2 separate regions of the Mustela erminea genome follow, and region 1 is linked to region 2. A link is a contact called in public Hi-C data. All regions are on one chromosome and are shown on one strand. Each heading gives the region's core, a stretch centred on a gene start, on an enhancer-like site or on the middle of the called end of the contact. The rest is flanking DNA. Distances are from core to core; before and after follow the strand shown. Region 1 has its middle 24 kb from the start of FBXO17. Region 2 holds the start of LRFN1 (leucine-rich repeat and fibronectin type III domain-containing protein 1).

Region 1 (4,105 bases), core at 593-3,092, 150 kb after region 2:
CGGGGAAGAAATAACATGGAGAAATTCCTGCCATATGGGGTCAACATTCTTGGGGTGGGGGGAGGCAGACAACACATGGTGCCCTGACAAACAAGGTAAGCACAAGGGCCTGGGGAGAAAACCAGACAGGGAGATAAAGAGTGTGTGAGGGACAGTGAGAGGCAGGTGATGCTAGAAGTGCTGCACGTGGGTGACGGTGAGTATGGGGCTGGGGCCAGGGAGAGGATTCCAGGCAGAGTTAATAGGAAGGTCAAAGACCTAGAGGGTGGCATATGCCTGCAGAGTTGAAGAACAGCAAACAGGCCGGTGGGGCTGAAACTTGAGAAGCGACAAGGAGAGCTGTAGGAAATGAAGTGGGAGCAATCTGGGACCATCAGTAGAGACTGGGGTCTTAAGTACAGAGAACACTAGGCTTTGTACTGGATCCCACTCAGGGGCACCTTTCCCAGTCAGAAGCCCATCAGACTCATTGGACTCTGGGCCACCCACAAACACCCTACTCCCATGGGTCCATGAGAACTTCTCTTCCCAGATCACACCCTTCCATGGAGCCCAAAGACAATCCATTCCAGTCCAGGGAGTGGCTTGGCCTTGCCCAAGGCCCCTGCTTCCAGGAACAGATCTTCCAGGCTACAGTGTAACAACGGGGGGTTAGAAGCTCGGGAATCCGAAAGACCCAGGTTGGAAATTGCCGGTGTTACTCTGCAGATAGACCTGAGCCTCAGTTTTCCTGTCTGGGAAGTGGGTCTACCCACTACCCACTTCACAAACTTGTGGTATAATGAAACGAGAGCGCTGAGTGCAACGTTAGCCCTCATTAAGTATTAGCCAGAATTGTGATTATTTGAGGGGCAGTAGAGCATAGTATCTCTCTGGGACCAGAACTCGATTCTGAATCCTAACCCCACAACTTACTCATTAGATGATCCTGGACCAACCGCATAAGGTTGCAATGAGGATTAAATATATGCAATGAGGATTAAATATATGTAAAGCATATGAAATGACCTGACACATAGTGATTTATCAGTGTTTGCCATTATTTCCACTATGTGTGGGAGAGGGCTCCCCTTTGCCCCGCCAGGAAGCACCCTTGATCTCTCTCTGGGGCATCCCTCCCGTCCTCCGCAGCAAAGCCTCCCGCTAAGGTTTTAACTATTGACCCCTCAGGTATGACATCTGTCAGATTGGGACCTTTGCCCCCTTTGGCCACGCCCCACATCTGATCCCTTCAAAAGGTACACCCCCACCCCCAAATCTCATGCATCTGCTCCGCTGGCTGCCGTCGGTAAACCTCCATACCACCGCCCTCACGGTTTCGAACTCTGACTCTAGGAAGTGCACCCTCCCTTCAAATAACTAATTTTGACCCCCTTTTCTGACACTTGCCCCGACCCCCTCGAACGGGCCCCACTTCAAATTTCGAACTTTGTGGTCCCCTTCGCCACGCCCCCCTTCGCTAGTTTGACCTCCGGATCTCCTCTACACCACCGTCCCCAGCAGCACTAACCTCTGACCTCTCCGAGGCGACCCTTCCCTCAGCGAGTGAACTTTGACCCCACCGACCCCGCCCCCTACTTGCGTGAACGCTCTCCCACCGCCGTCTCCCGGCCCTCCCCAATCCCCTGGCGAGACCGGTGATCCTACCGGCTCGGCGCTGCAGTCGCTCGCGGCCTAGCTGCTTGACCGGGAATTCCAAACACTCACACCGCCCTCAGCTCTCTTGCGCCGCCGTCACCGCGGCCACTGCCGCCGCCATGTTAAATCCCCAACGAACATCCGGGGCTTTCCCCCCTCGCCGCCCACCAGTCCCCATAGCAACGGGGCTGACCGGGCAGGGGGCAGGGCCCACTCAGGGGCGGAGCTGGGCCATTGGCAGAGCCCGCTCCAGCCTCTGATTGGCGCAGATTGTCCAATCGGAGACCTTCGGGCAGAAAATGCCAAGCGGGGATTGGAAAATTTGGAAAGGGTGCGGGGGGACGCTGGCTCCCCGCCCAATCGGGTTCTTAAAGGGGAAATGACTATCCTCGTGTAGGAGTCCCACCTAACCCCAAAACGAGTTTGTGGGGTACGTGCCGCTCACCTGGCCAAATGCTTTCTTTGCATTGTCTCACTAAATACTCACTAAAACTCTATCGTATTATCAATACCCACTTTACAGATAAAGGAACTGAGGCTCAAAGGCATGAATTAGCTGCCTCAGGATTACAGGAAGTCGAAATGAGTTTTGAACAACAGTCTGAGTCCAGGAACTTGACCTGGAACCAAGACACTATTTGATCTTAATCTTTTCTGTAAGTTTTTAAAAAGTAATTAATTCGTTTAAAAAAAAAAAAAAAAGGAAACAACAACAAAATCCATAAATGAAACCCGGACATCCTCTCCTATGATTTCACTCGCTGGGTCCCAGCTACCTTGCTCATCCAGAAAAAATATCCGGAGCTCTCCCACCTCTTTAGGTCTTTGGCTGTTCTTTCTGTCTGGGACAGACTCTTCCTTCTTGGATCCTCAGGGCTCCTCCCTTCCCTCGGGGGTTTTACTCAACTAGCACCTTATCAGTGAGTTTATTCCTTCCCACTCGAACTACAGCGGCAAACATCCCACTTGCAAGTTACTAACTCCCCCCACCCCTTATCGTTTTTTTCATATTTTCCTGCTCTGATCACCTTCTAACAAACTAGATGATTAGCTCATTGTAATTTGTTTTTTTGGTTGTTTCCTCTACTGAAATGTCAGCTCCAGGAGAGCATGGGTTTTTGTCTGTCTTGTTCACCGTGCGTGCCCAGTGCCCTTGCACTACTGGCATGTAGATGGCCAACAAACATTTGTTGAATGGATGGTTGGGATGAGTCCTAATTCCACCTCCTCAAAGATACTGTTAAATGCTAAGTGCATCCTCAGCCCCCATGCCGCTCCCCAGCACAGTGTCTAAGACATAGTAGCCATTTAATTAATGTCTGGGGAAGCAATTAATGAATGAGTGATGAGTCCTTTTTTTCCTGTACATTTACCTTCCTTTTTTGTTTTTTAACAGAGGGGCACACATTTATAAAGAATTTTACATGTTTCTAAAAACAAGGTCAGAAATCTCACCAATATCCCTGCACGTCATTTTCTTCAAGAACATTAGTTTTCGCCACTGCATAGATGCCATTCTAGCAATGAACTCTAGTTTAACTACCGTTTCTTATTGACCATCTAAGCTGTGATAAACATTTTGCTATTATAAATAATACCTCCCCCTGCCCCACAAATTCAAGCAGTTAAATATTTGTGCACACCTCTAATTATTTTCTTTAAATAGATTACCACAAATGGAACTGCTGGGTCAAAGGAAATGGGTATATGTGTACAACTTTAAGATTTAATAATAGTAACAGTTCCCATGCAGGGAGCTAAGCTGTGTAATTTTAACAACAAGGGCTATGATTATTCCGGCTTCGCAGAGGAAACCAAAGCTTAGAGAAGTAACTTTATTTGCTCAAGGCGCACAAGCTGATAGGGCAGAGCCCGGGCTCATCCCCAGTTTTGACTCCTAGGCAAGGCTCTCGCTAACTGCCCTCTGCTGCCTCCCAGCGGCCTGGGACGCACATTGCCCAATTGTGCTACGCGGATCCAGTTTACACTCCCCACCTTTCCGGGGAACAGGCACTTTTAAAGTATCTTCGCCAGCATTAAACGTTCTTGTTTTTGTGCTCTTTTGAAATCTGTATGCTTCACAGAGTCTTGTTGGTTTAAAAAGCAACTCCAGTAGCTGAGATGACAGCACTTTATTCAGGTCGCGGTGATGGGAGGAGGGCCAGGAGCAGCCTTTGCTGACCAAGATACCCAGGCACCCTAGGAATTGTTCTTTAGTAATTATTTTTTTTTAAAGATTTTATTTATCTACTTGGGGGAGGGGGGGGGAGAAGGTGACTCCCCACGGAGATGGGAGCCCGATGCGGCACACCATCCAGGGTTTCTGGGATCATGACCTGAGCTGAAGGCAGTTGCTTAAGCAACGGAGCCACCCAGGCACCCACCCCTAGGACTTGTTCTTTTTTTTTTTTTTTTTTTTTTTTTAAGATTTTAATTATTTATTTTTCAGAGAGAGATCACAACTAGA
Region 2 (3,943 bases), core at 115-2,614:
GAGTGGGGTCAAGATTCACTAAAGGGGAGGTTTTGCAGAGGTGCCCTGGATCTGGGAGACAGGGCAGGCTACAAGTGATGATGATGTGACTAGGAGGAATTTAGGGAAGGGGTTTGACAGAGGACCTTGATACAGTGGGATCCAAAAATGGGAAGGGTTTGAGCTGCCAAGGAGCTGGGGGTCTGCCATAAGATGGATTTGGAGGGGAGGCCTTGTTGGTTTCTGAGTATCTCAGAAAAAGGTGGAGAGTGGCCTGAGATACTCAATGGGATTTTGGGGAGGGACTGGGGGGTCAGCTATTGGGTAGGAGTTTTGCAAGAAAGGAGTCTAACCTAGGAAGGAGCAAAGAATCCTGGGATCCATGGAAGTCACAGGGAGGGGGAAGGGTCTGCAGGGTCCAAAAAAAAAAAAAAGAGTAGGAACAGGAGGGAAAGAATCTGGCACAAATCAGGGGTTCTGGAAACCAAGGGGGGCTTTAGAGGGAAGGATGATCTGGGGTCTGATGGGAGGTAGTGAGGAAAGGTAGGGGGAAAAAGAGACATCTTGGGGTCCCCCTAGAAATTAGACATGGTCTGGAGTCCCTCCTGGGGGGTCAGGGAATGGTTCATGGTCCTAGAGAGTGGAAGGACATGGCTGGGGGGCCCCCAAGATGCACAAGGACATGGTTTGGGTCCCCAAAGGAAGTAAGACATGATCTGGTATCTCCCTGGATGTTGAAATATGGTTTGGGTCCTCTCTGGAAGCTGGGGCATGGTCTGGGGTCTACCTGAATGTTATAGTGTGATTTAGGGTCCCTGCAGGGGGTTGCTCTGGATCCCCCTTTGGTGCTGGGATATGACCTGGGGCTCCCACTGGAGTATGGGGCAGAGTCTGAGGTCACCAAGGAGAGTAGGACAAGGTTTGTGGGTTCCTGGGTGGCTGTAGAACATGGTTTGGATCCTCAGAAGAGGTAAGGCATGGTCTGAGGTTCCCCTGGGTATTGGGACATGATCCCAGGTCTCAGCTGCGAGATCCGAGTCCCCACGCCAGTTGGGGCGTGGTCTGGGGGGGGTCTCGGGGGAAGCCGGCAGGGCTGGAGGTGGGGCTGGGGAGGGGTCGGGGGCGGGCCGGTGGCTCCGCAGTGGAAAGGGGTCTGCCGCGCGTCCCCGGGCGGGGGTCTGGGCGGTGCGGCCGCCCCGCCCGCCCCTCCGGTCGGCGCCCCCTCCCCCCTTGCGGCGGTGGTGGCGGCTGGGCTCTGGCGGCGGGCGGCGCGGAGGGCGGAGCTCGGCGGCGGCTCAGGAGGGAGGGCGGGAGGCGGGAGGGAGGCGGCCCCGCGGCACCGCGCCCCCTCCCCCGGCCCTCCCCCCACCATGGCGCGGAGCGAGGCGGCGGCGGCGGGGCCGGGCCCTGGGCCCCCCCGGGCTGGGTGAGCGCGGCCCGCAGCGGCCCGGGAGGCGGCGGGCGGGGGCGCCGGTGGGAGCGCGGGTGTGAGCGTGCGAGCGTGAGTGTGTGTCCGCGGCGCTGCGGCGGGCCCGGCGTGCGCTCGCGCGGCCCTGTGTGTGCCCGGCGCCGGCGTGTGCGGCGCCCTGCTTGTGTGGCCATCCGGGTGTGTGCGGGGTGTCGAGCCGAGGTGCTGTGTCCGGCCGCGCGCGTGTCCCCCTGAGTGGCTGCCCCTCTGGCTGTGTGTCTGGGGGGCTGTCGCGCGTCCATCGGAGGGGCTGTGTGCAGGTGTGTGTGCGTGGGCTGTGTGCCCAGGTGTGGGTGCCCCCCGCCTCCCCCCACCCCCAGCCAGTGTGCGCGGGGCTGGCTGCGTTGGGTGTTTGGGTCCAGGTTGGATGTCCATCCTAGGGTTTGTGTAGCCGGGTGTGCCCGTTTGGGTGTCCATTTGTGTTGTGTGTGTGTGTGTATGTGTGTCTGCGGGTTGCATGTCTCTGAGGGTGTGTGTCTGTGCGTCCACCTCAGGTTCCCGGCTAGGGGCTGGGGCTCGTTCTTGTGGGTCCAGGCCTCTGTGTGGGTTGGGGGAGGGGAGTTTGCCGCTTCCTCGGTCCATGTCAACTGGGGGGTCCTCAGCGGTCCTTGGGGGAGACGGCCATGTCTTCCCCTTCCCGGTGCCTGGGAGGTGGGGGGGGATGGGCGGCCGGTAGGTGGACAGATGGAGGGATGAGAGGCCGAGGGATGGACAGATGGGCTGGAGGGGAGGGGCACAGACCCGGCCCTTCCCCACCCACCCCACCCCAATCCCCCCACCCGCCAGATCTCCGCAGATACGGCCTGCCTGAGTTGCCGGCATACAGATGGCCAGGCCGGGGGATCTTTGGGCGGCTGGAGGGAGGATTGCCTTGCAGCGGGGCTCTAGGACTCAGCCCCCCAACCCTTTGAGACTCCACCTGCTGAACTCTGACCTCAGGCCCTGGCAGGTGCCTCGGTTGGGGGTGGGGGAGGATGTGCTGGGAGGGAAGGATGTTAGGATTTCTTTGAGCTGGGATGTAGGTGGGGCGGGGGTACCTCAGGGCTGGGAGGGATGCGTGTTCATGACTGTGTGTGTGAATGTATGCCTATCTGTTGACTATGCCACTGTGGTTCAATATTTTATGTGCATTTTGGAAGTGTGTAATGTCCCTCCCAGGGCTGTTGTGTGAGTATGTGTCTGTCATGAGTGAACATCTCAGAATGTGTGTGCAAGGTGGATCTTTTTGTGCCTGTGGGCTTGATTATCAGTTTTTGTGTTGCCTGTGTGTGCTTGTAGTTATGTGTATGTGTGAGGTGTGTATCTGCTGGTGTGTGCATTTGTGCATCTGGCGGTGTGGGGATGGAGCAGTTTTGTGACCATGCACCTTGGGGATATGTGAAGTTGTGTGAGTGTGTAGGATTGTGTCTGGGCATTTAAGAGCCTGCACCTGTGTGTCACCTGTATGTGCAAGTGAGTATATGTTGTATGTATGGGCCCCTGTGTGTTGGCAAGTGTGCACGTGTGTGTCTGTTATAGAAGCATGAATCTGGTTGTCTGCAAGGGGGCACACAGGTTTCTCTGCTGTGTGTGTCTGTGGGTATGTATGAATGTGCAAAGGAAAGTCAGTGCTGTACATGCGTGCTTGTGTGCAGGTGTGTCCACCTTGAGGGTGTGTGTCTGTGCTGTGAGTCCATTTATGTGTCAGTGTTGGTCTTTGGGGATTGGGGTTGTATCTGTTCATACGTGCAGGGCAATCTGTATGCACGTGCTTGTCTCCCTGGCACGGGGCTGACCTTACTTCTTGGCCCAGTGAGACTGGAGCCTGTGTGGCCTGACCTGTGGTATGCTGGGGTCCTTCGTGGAGGGGGGTGTCCAAGGACACAAGTGTGTCCACATGCCGGGCCAAGAGCCCACGGAGAGTGGGGGCACACATCTGGCTGGTGTGTTCCTAGAAATCCAGATGTGGAGACGGTCCATGTGGGTTTTGGTGTGTCCGCAACATGTTGGTATGGCAATGGTATGATGGCGAGGATGGGAGCCTCTGGTTCTTTCCTACAAAGTTGGTGGACTGGGATGTGAACTCTGTAACACGCTGGGATCCTGAAATCCTGGATCTACAAGAGAAGGTGACTGGGAGGCCAGTTCCTGGATCTTGAGGAAGGAAGAAACCTAGACTCTGGAGTTTGAAGAAGGAAGAGACGGGTTGCAGACGCCAGGTCTTGAGGGAGGAGGGGGCTGGGTTCTCTGGCCTGGTGAGCCCATAGAGGACAAAGGGTTAAAGTCCTGGACTCCTGGGTTTGGAGGGTGAGCAGTCCTGAGGCCCAGACTCCCTGGATTCCAGAAACGACTCGCTGGGTCCGTCTGAGATCGTGTAGAGTCTGCAGCAGGAGGGCGGAGAGAATGATCACCCCAGAGATTTCCTTGGCCAGGATGGTCTCTGAGGCAGGTCTTCAGAGAAGAGCCCGAAGGATGCTAATAGGATCATTTTGTTCCTTTGCAGGTACCGGCCCAGGC

Evidence for each region. Hi-C and Micro-C count contacts between places; a contact is called where the count stands out from the background.
Region 1: a contact with region 2 is called in a Hi-C map of fibroblasts, with 7 times the contacts expected there. The contact joins the enhancer-like site here to the promoter of LRFN1 in region 2. A contact is called at or near these places in 3 of 3 Hi-C or Micro-C datasets (fibroblasts, skeletal muscle and spleen).

Annotation. Positions count from the first base shown.
Region 1 is chr19:15,574,094-15,578,198 of mMusErm1.Pri, forward strand. No RefSeq gene overlaps it. Among named protein-coding and RNA genes, the nearest start is that of FBXO17, 24 kb to the right of the region's middle. Within about 2 kb of position 1,843, the one cell type or tissue checked has open chromatin away from gene starts, as enhancers often do. A contact at or near this core is called in fibroblasts, where this site is marked.
Region 2 is chr19:15,419,645-15,423,587 of mMusErm1.Pri, forward strand. It overlaps LRFN1 (leucine-rich repeat and fibronectin type III domain-containing protein 1), which reads left to right and starts at 1,365. Exons shown (of 5, transcript XM_032326202.1): 1 at 1,365-1,405; 2 at 3,930-3,943.